2 separate regions of the Arachis hypogaea genome follow, and region 2 is linked to region 1. The links are chromatin contacts, called in public Hi-C maps. All regions are on one chromosome and are shown on one strand. Each heading gives the region's core, a stretch centred on a gene start, on an enhancer-like site or on the middle of the called end of the contact. The rest is flanking DNA. Distances are from core to core; before and after follow the strand shown. Region 1 holds the start of LOC112724037. Region 2 holds the start of LOC112722505 (GDSL esterase/lipase At1g74460).

The links. A called contact is a pair of places that touch in the nucleus more often than the background predicts.
Region 2: a Hi-C map of an unstated tissue shows a contact between it and region 1, with 6 times the contacts expected there. The contact joins the promoter of LOC112722505 here to the promoter of LOC112724037 in region 1. A contact is called at or near these places in 3 of 8 Hi-C or Micro-C datasets (leaf and an unstated tissue).

The regions. Positions count from the first base shown.
Region 1 is chr11:124,240,249-124,243,241 of arahy.Tifrunner.gnm2.J5K5, reverse strand. LOC112724037 reads right to left here and starts at 1,497. Exons shown (of 2, transcript XM_025775340.3): 1 at 952-1,497; 2 at 118-815. The coding sequence starts at 1,362. The coding sequence ends at 519.
Region 2 is chr11:124,513,793-124,516,785 of arahy.Tifrunner.gnm2.J5K5, reverse strand. LOC112722505 (GDSL esterase/lipase At1g74460) reads right to left here and starts at 1,375. Exons shown (of 5, transcript XM_025773561.3): 1 at 1,090-1,375; 2 at 778-908; 3 at 433-672; 4 at 1-88. The coding sequence starts at 1,369.

The DNA of each region.
Region 1 (2,993 bases), core at 248-2,747:
CACATCAGCGGTTTATAAGTCAACCACATACCACTTACAAGTAGCTCGTAGCTTACTTTTGAATTCCAACTAAAATATCAAACAAATTATAGCATTGTCACAAAAAAAAAAAAAAAATTATAGCATTGCTACTCTGTTTTCCCTATGAAGTACATTGTGTATTTATGTTTGGTATTCACTCTGAAATAACATTCATGTCTGCAATTTACCTTGCTCCAGTTGTCAAATCTAAAAAAATAACTAGAATTTTTCAAAGAAAAATGATACTGTTCCAATTTGCCAGCCATTCAAAAGGTCTACTAGCATTGGGAATATGATACAAATGGAAGTTGACAGTAACAAAAAACAAAATTTGGTTGAACTTGGGTAAAGTAAGGCATCAGTTTAGAAAGGAATATGAGTATCAAATGTAATAGAGAGTAAAAAATCTGGGTAGTGCAGTTTTACAGTTAAGAGGAAGTATGGAAGAAGTTGGTGAAGTATGCACAACACAGCGAAGAGTGAAGATCTCTGAGAAATCAGTTTCCTGATCCGGCAGCGGCAGGCCCTCCCTGTTTGGAGTACTTACTTCTGCTGCGTAAATAGGTGTCCACTCCAGGTTGCGGAAGCATCTCATCCGGCAATGGAAGAATAGTATCCACACATTTGCGGAAGCAAAAATCTTCCACAGATTCATCCTCCCTGATGAGGAAGAAGCACCTGCCCATCCACGTGGGGTGCATGCGCACTTGGAAGGAGCGGACTCCCCCGCCTATCTTCCGAACAGCATGCTTGTCTCCCTTCTTCACCAATTCCAGCAACATTTCATGTTCATACTGCCACACAATCATTTTATGCCAATTCAATCACAGATAACTCAATCAAGATTATAATAAATATGCATAGACATTAATAATCCATTTTGTTCTTATCATTGGGGCTAATTAAGAAAAGAGGAATTGGGAATTGAACCTTGTTGACGTTGAGATTAAGGGGCCAGGTATGAAGAAAGTTGTAGAAGTAATCGTACATGTCCACCGAAGAATCGAAGGTCCTGTAACTCAGTTTCACTGGACCGGTTGGTATATCCTTGTTCGCCTCCTCCTTCTTCTTTTTCTTCTCCTTCTTGTCTTCACTTTGTTCATCAACTTTGGCTTTCCCCTTTCTGTCATCTACCTTCTGCTTCTTGGAATCAGTAGGTTTGTCGTCACCTGACTGGACCTTATCATCTTCCTCGAGACCACGACTCTGTTTAGACTTGTCGTCCGCTTTGTCCTCTGGTTTGGGGCTGTCCACGTCCATTTCTTCAGCGGAGGAGGAGGAGGAGGAGGAGGATGTGTTTTTCTCCGGGAGCTGTTCTTCCGGTGCGGTGGTTTCCGCCATGGTTGAGGGTTCTGGTTCTTGAGGTTTAAGCTAAACCCTAACTAAATTTCTTGCAGTTTTCTTGTTTTCTTTATTTCAGACACATTGAAAAAAGTCAAGGCTCTAACTCTTCACTCTTCAAGTGATTTTCCTACTACTACAAGACTCTAGCTTTTTGGTCATTCATACAGACTCTATCAGCTTGTTGCGGATAATACGGCCCCGTTTGGCCCATTTCAAATTACCTAGGCCCAATGATAAACACCAGAATTTCTACCTTAACCAACAAGAATTTTTGCTCCATCTATTCATTTCATATTGTATCATCACATCAGTAATAATGTTAGGAAGAGAGAGGAGTTAACTGAAAGAATGTGAATTTTTTAAATTTGATTTTAAATAATAAAAATGATTTATATGTTTTATATGTAAATAAAAGCTCTTTTTTACTGCAACTCTCCTTTACCGCACTTACCAAAATTCTTTAACACACATTTTCTTTTGACGTTACAAACATTTTAATTCTACACAAGATTAGAACAAAATATTCTATGAAAAAATCTACGGGTTAGCATTTTTATTTAGATTTGGCCAGCGTTTAATCAGGAAAAAAAATAATGAGGTACACTATTAAAAATACTAATAATAATTAATTAATGATTACAAATCACAAAATTTACTGATTCCTTAGTACTTTTCATATTTTATTTCTGGTACCTACTTTTTTAGAGGTCTTCCCCCCTCCCCCCTTTCTTTCTCCTTTTGTTCAAGGTGTTGAAATCATAGAAGAAAAAGGAAAAAAATTGTGGATGATTTTTGAGACAAAAAAATTACTGAATTGAAAAATTATTTTGGGAATGAAGTCATAAATGTTGATTTTCATTAAAAATGTCATATTGTTATTAAAATAATGTGAACCAATGTACATGTTATTCGGCAAGAATATAAATGCATACTTATTTGTATGATTAACTACTTGTTGGGATTTTGATATAAAGTTTTACATTCTACTTTTCTTTTTTTTTCTTTTTTTTTTCTTTTTTTTATGAACTTTAAATACTACTATATATTATATAAACTTTTCTTCATGAAATGACTTGCTTAACCCTGTCTCCCCTACTCCCCTTCTGGTTATGCCATTACCAATCGCGGGTAACCCCCGGCCGTTAGTGGTTTAAGAAAGGCTCTAACCTAATAAGATAAAAACGATTATCCTTATGACCAAACAGTGATAGTTTTACGATCCTGACCAACAACTTGTTGGGAGTAGGGGCATCCAAGATTGCCAACCCAGACATTATAACTGAACGTCCTGCCTACTTGTAGGCTTAGGGTAGTCCTTGAATTCTTCTTTTATTGGCTTGGGACATGACATAATCACCAAACTTTAGTACCTATTAACACTGGTTAAGTGGTTATAGATTATAGTTATAATCCAGAGTTGTGAAATTTCTTCTGTGAGTTCTGTCTATATAATATATCACTACTCTAATTATTTGTACAGGTACTAAAGTATGTCTATTCATGATCAAGTAAGGCTAGCAATGGGTAGGGTAGGGTAGGGTTTGGACTCTACTCTAATCCTACTCGCGGGTTAAAAATTTTATTAAAACTCTATCCTACCTTATTCTATTGGTGGGTTGAAAATCTCT
Region 2 (2,993 bases), core at 126-2,625, 270 kb before region 1:
TTGTTGTTAGCACCCTTTGAAGGGGAATGCAGCCCATTGGGCCCAGCCCAAATACCATTAGTTCCCTTGCTCCTAACCCATGAAGCAACTACAAAAAAAAAATGGGCTTTAAGCCCCGTCAAATCATCAAAAAGTTACAAAAAAAATTCGAGATGTATTATTTGTATCAAAAATTCAATTCCTATGCTAAATTCAGCTATTAAAATCAGCAAACAATATATTTATATATAAATACATGTGTAGTTTAATTTGTTTTTAATTTATATTTGTATTCTAATATATATTTTATATTAGTGCTGATTTTAATGGCTGATTTTAGTATATATGTAGCATAGTCGTATTTGTATTTAGTTATACCTCATATATAAAGAAATTGTTTTTTTTTTTTCCTGTTCGAATAATAATTAAAGTAAATTAATTAATAAAATAAACCTTGAGTTGGTCTCTGAGTGTTCCTATCAAGTAGTCCATGAAAGTGTCATCATTGTAAGTCCATGAATCACTGTAAACAGGCATTAAGTAATTGTTGATAAAATCGTTGCTCCCTAACGCAACAACATATCTAGCTTCCTGAAAAAACTTTTGTGCCGCACTGTTTCCAATTTTGGCCTCAATTAGTTCTTGTGTCCCCTGAAATAGCTCAATTTGCTTGTACAGAGAAAACCTCTGGATCTGTAAACATGCACAATTATCTTATAAATGTGCTTTTTAAATGGCTAAAATATATAACAAAACACGCACTATATCAATAAAATGCAAGTTAACATTGGAACTCACAAAATACTGCCCAGTTTCATTCAAAATGCCACCACCACCAGAAGCATAGTTCGCTCCATTTTCTAGAATAATTTCTGGGGTTAAAGATGGGTCTAGGAATGCTGGAGGCCTAGGGAGGCCAGTATTGTCGCCTAAATGTGTATAATTCGGTCAGCAAATATTTTTTTAATAAATTTATTATAGAAATTTTAAAGTGGCAAATATTTTGAATAATAGAAAAAAAATGAAATTATTAGAAGTATAGTCATTCATATGCCTTTTTGGGTCCATTTAAATTATTGGGAGAAATGATATTATGACAGAAATAATTACCTATAATATCTGCAACGGTGCGGCCGTTAGTAAACCTTCCGTTGGGTAATCCGTTACCAAAATCAATACCATACCAAGGGAGGCTGGCCTGAGCAAGGCTTCTATTGAGGCGTTTGTTGTTTCCAACATCAGAGAGGGAGTCACCAAATATGAACTGCACAATCTTGCAATCACACCCTCTAATTATCCCATTTCCCAAAATGGTCCCTGCTAGAACAACAACTAGTGCCAGATTATTCAACTTCATGTTTAATTTGTGTACCAAGTTACACTCACACATGACCTCTATGTTTGGTTTTTATAATATGCTGAGAATGTTATGTTCTAAGTTACAGAGGGGGCGCTGCGCTGAAGTATAATTGTTTGATATACCAACTATTATTGCTTATTCAAACCTAATGCAACTACCTTATATTTTGTTACAATAAGTATAAGATCACAAATGTGAATGTTTGATTAAGTCCAGAGAATTTGTTCTAATTGAGATTTTGTCATGAGGAATTGGAATTGGAGGAATAGAGAGAGGTGGCCCTTTAATTCGATTTCTCAACAAACCACGTTTCCATGGGTTGTGTTATTCACTTATTCTAGTAAGTTCACCAAACTGGAAAGTTCTCTCCCTCTAAATTCTCCCAAAATCTCAAAACCCACCATACTAACCAACTAGGGGTTCTTAAGTAATCGAAGAGAGCCAGCAACATAAATTTATTATTTATGTTATCGTTTTAGAATTTTTCTTGATAAACTATCTTTATTAATTATTTTAGTCATACTTTTAACCAGACGAATGACATAGACTAGAAAAAGAAATACAAGTATTAACTTAGTAAGAGTAAATATTTAAATTGGTTGTCAAGTACATACTTAAATTTGGGATAAAAAATACTATGTATACATTAAAAATCAATTACTAAATTAATCATTATGAATAAATATATGTAGTATTTAGGTTGTTTTTAATATATATTTTTTATTTTAATATATATTCTATACAAATGAGTAATTTAGTGGTTAATTTTTTTTTTTGTATACACTTAGCATAATTGTTTTGGATTAAACACTTTGATCCGCAATAAATTTTTATTATTCTGAGATGAACTAATTTGTCTTAATTGGCACTGAATTACCTTATAATAAAATTTATTATGCACTAATTTATTCAATGCATATATTAAATATTTTATTAAAAATAATAAAAAAACCAATTTGTCTTACAAAAATAATTTTCAAGACCTTCCAAAATAATGAAATAACCTATTATTAGAGTTAACAAATAAATGAGCAAGTTTGCTTTTTTACTTTTTATAAAAATTTAATTTTAATATCCTAAGAATTAAAAAAAAAAATTTACGCAATCATCAAATCATCTATTTTCGCATCAGCAAAAGTATGAAAAGAAACAAAATTCTTCTTTTTTAATTTGAAGTTAATAAAAATGGCTAGAGATTACAAGTAATATAAATGGAGCATGATAAAATTTTAAGAAAATTAAAGAATATTATAGAACTTAAACTTGGTCTAAAATCAAGTATGTTCTTATCAAGTTGGAAGACTGATGAAACTACTTGGCAAGTTGGACCAAGTTGTCCAACTTGCATAGTTAAAAGTTATAGTCAAAGATTGCAACTTGATAAAGATGAATGTGAAAGAAACCAATTTGGGTTGGTCGAGTGGTCAGCTCACTCGTTCGTTTAGAGAGAGAAATTGTAAAACTTAGAGAGAGAAATTGTAAAGTCATATAAGTAGTTAGGGTATTTGCTAATGTATGTCATATTTTGCATAGAATTTGTGAATAAAACTTAGAGAGAGAAATTGTAAAGTCTCTCATATGTGTAATCTCTTTTCATGAATTTTTATAATATGTAAGAGCATTATAAATTTCTCTATGTATTGTAAAATATTGT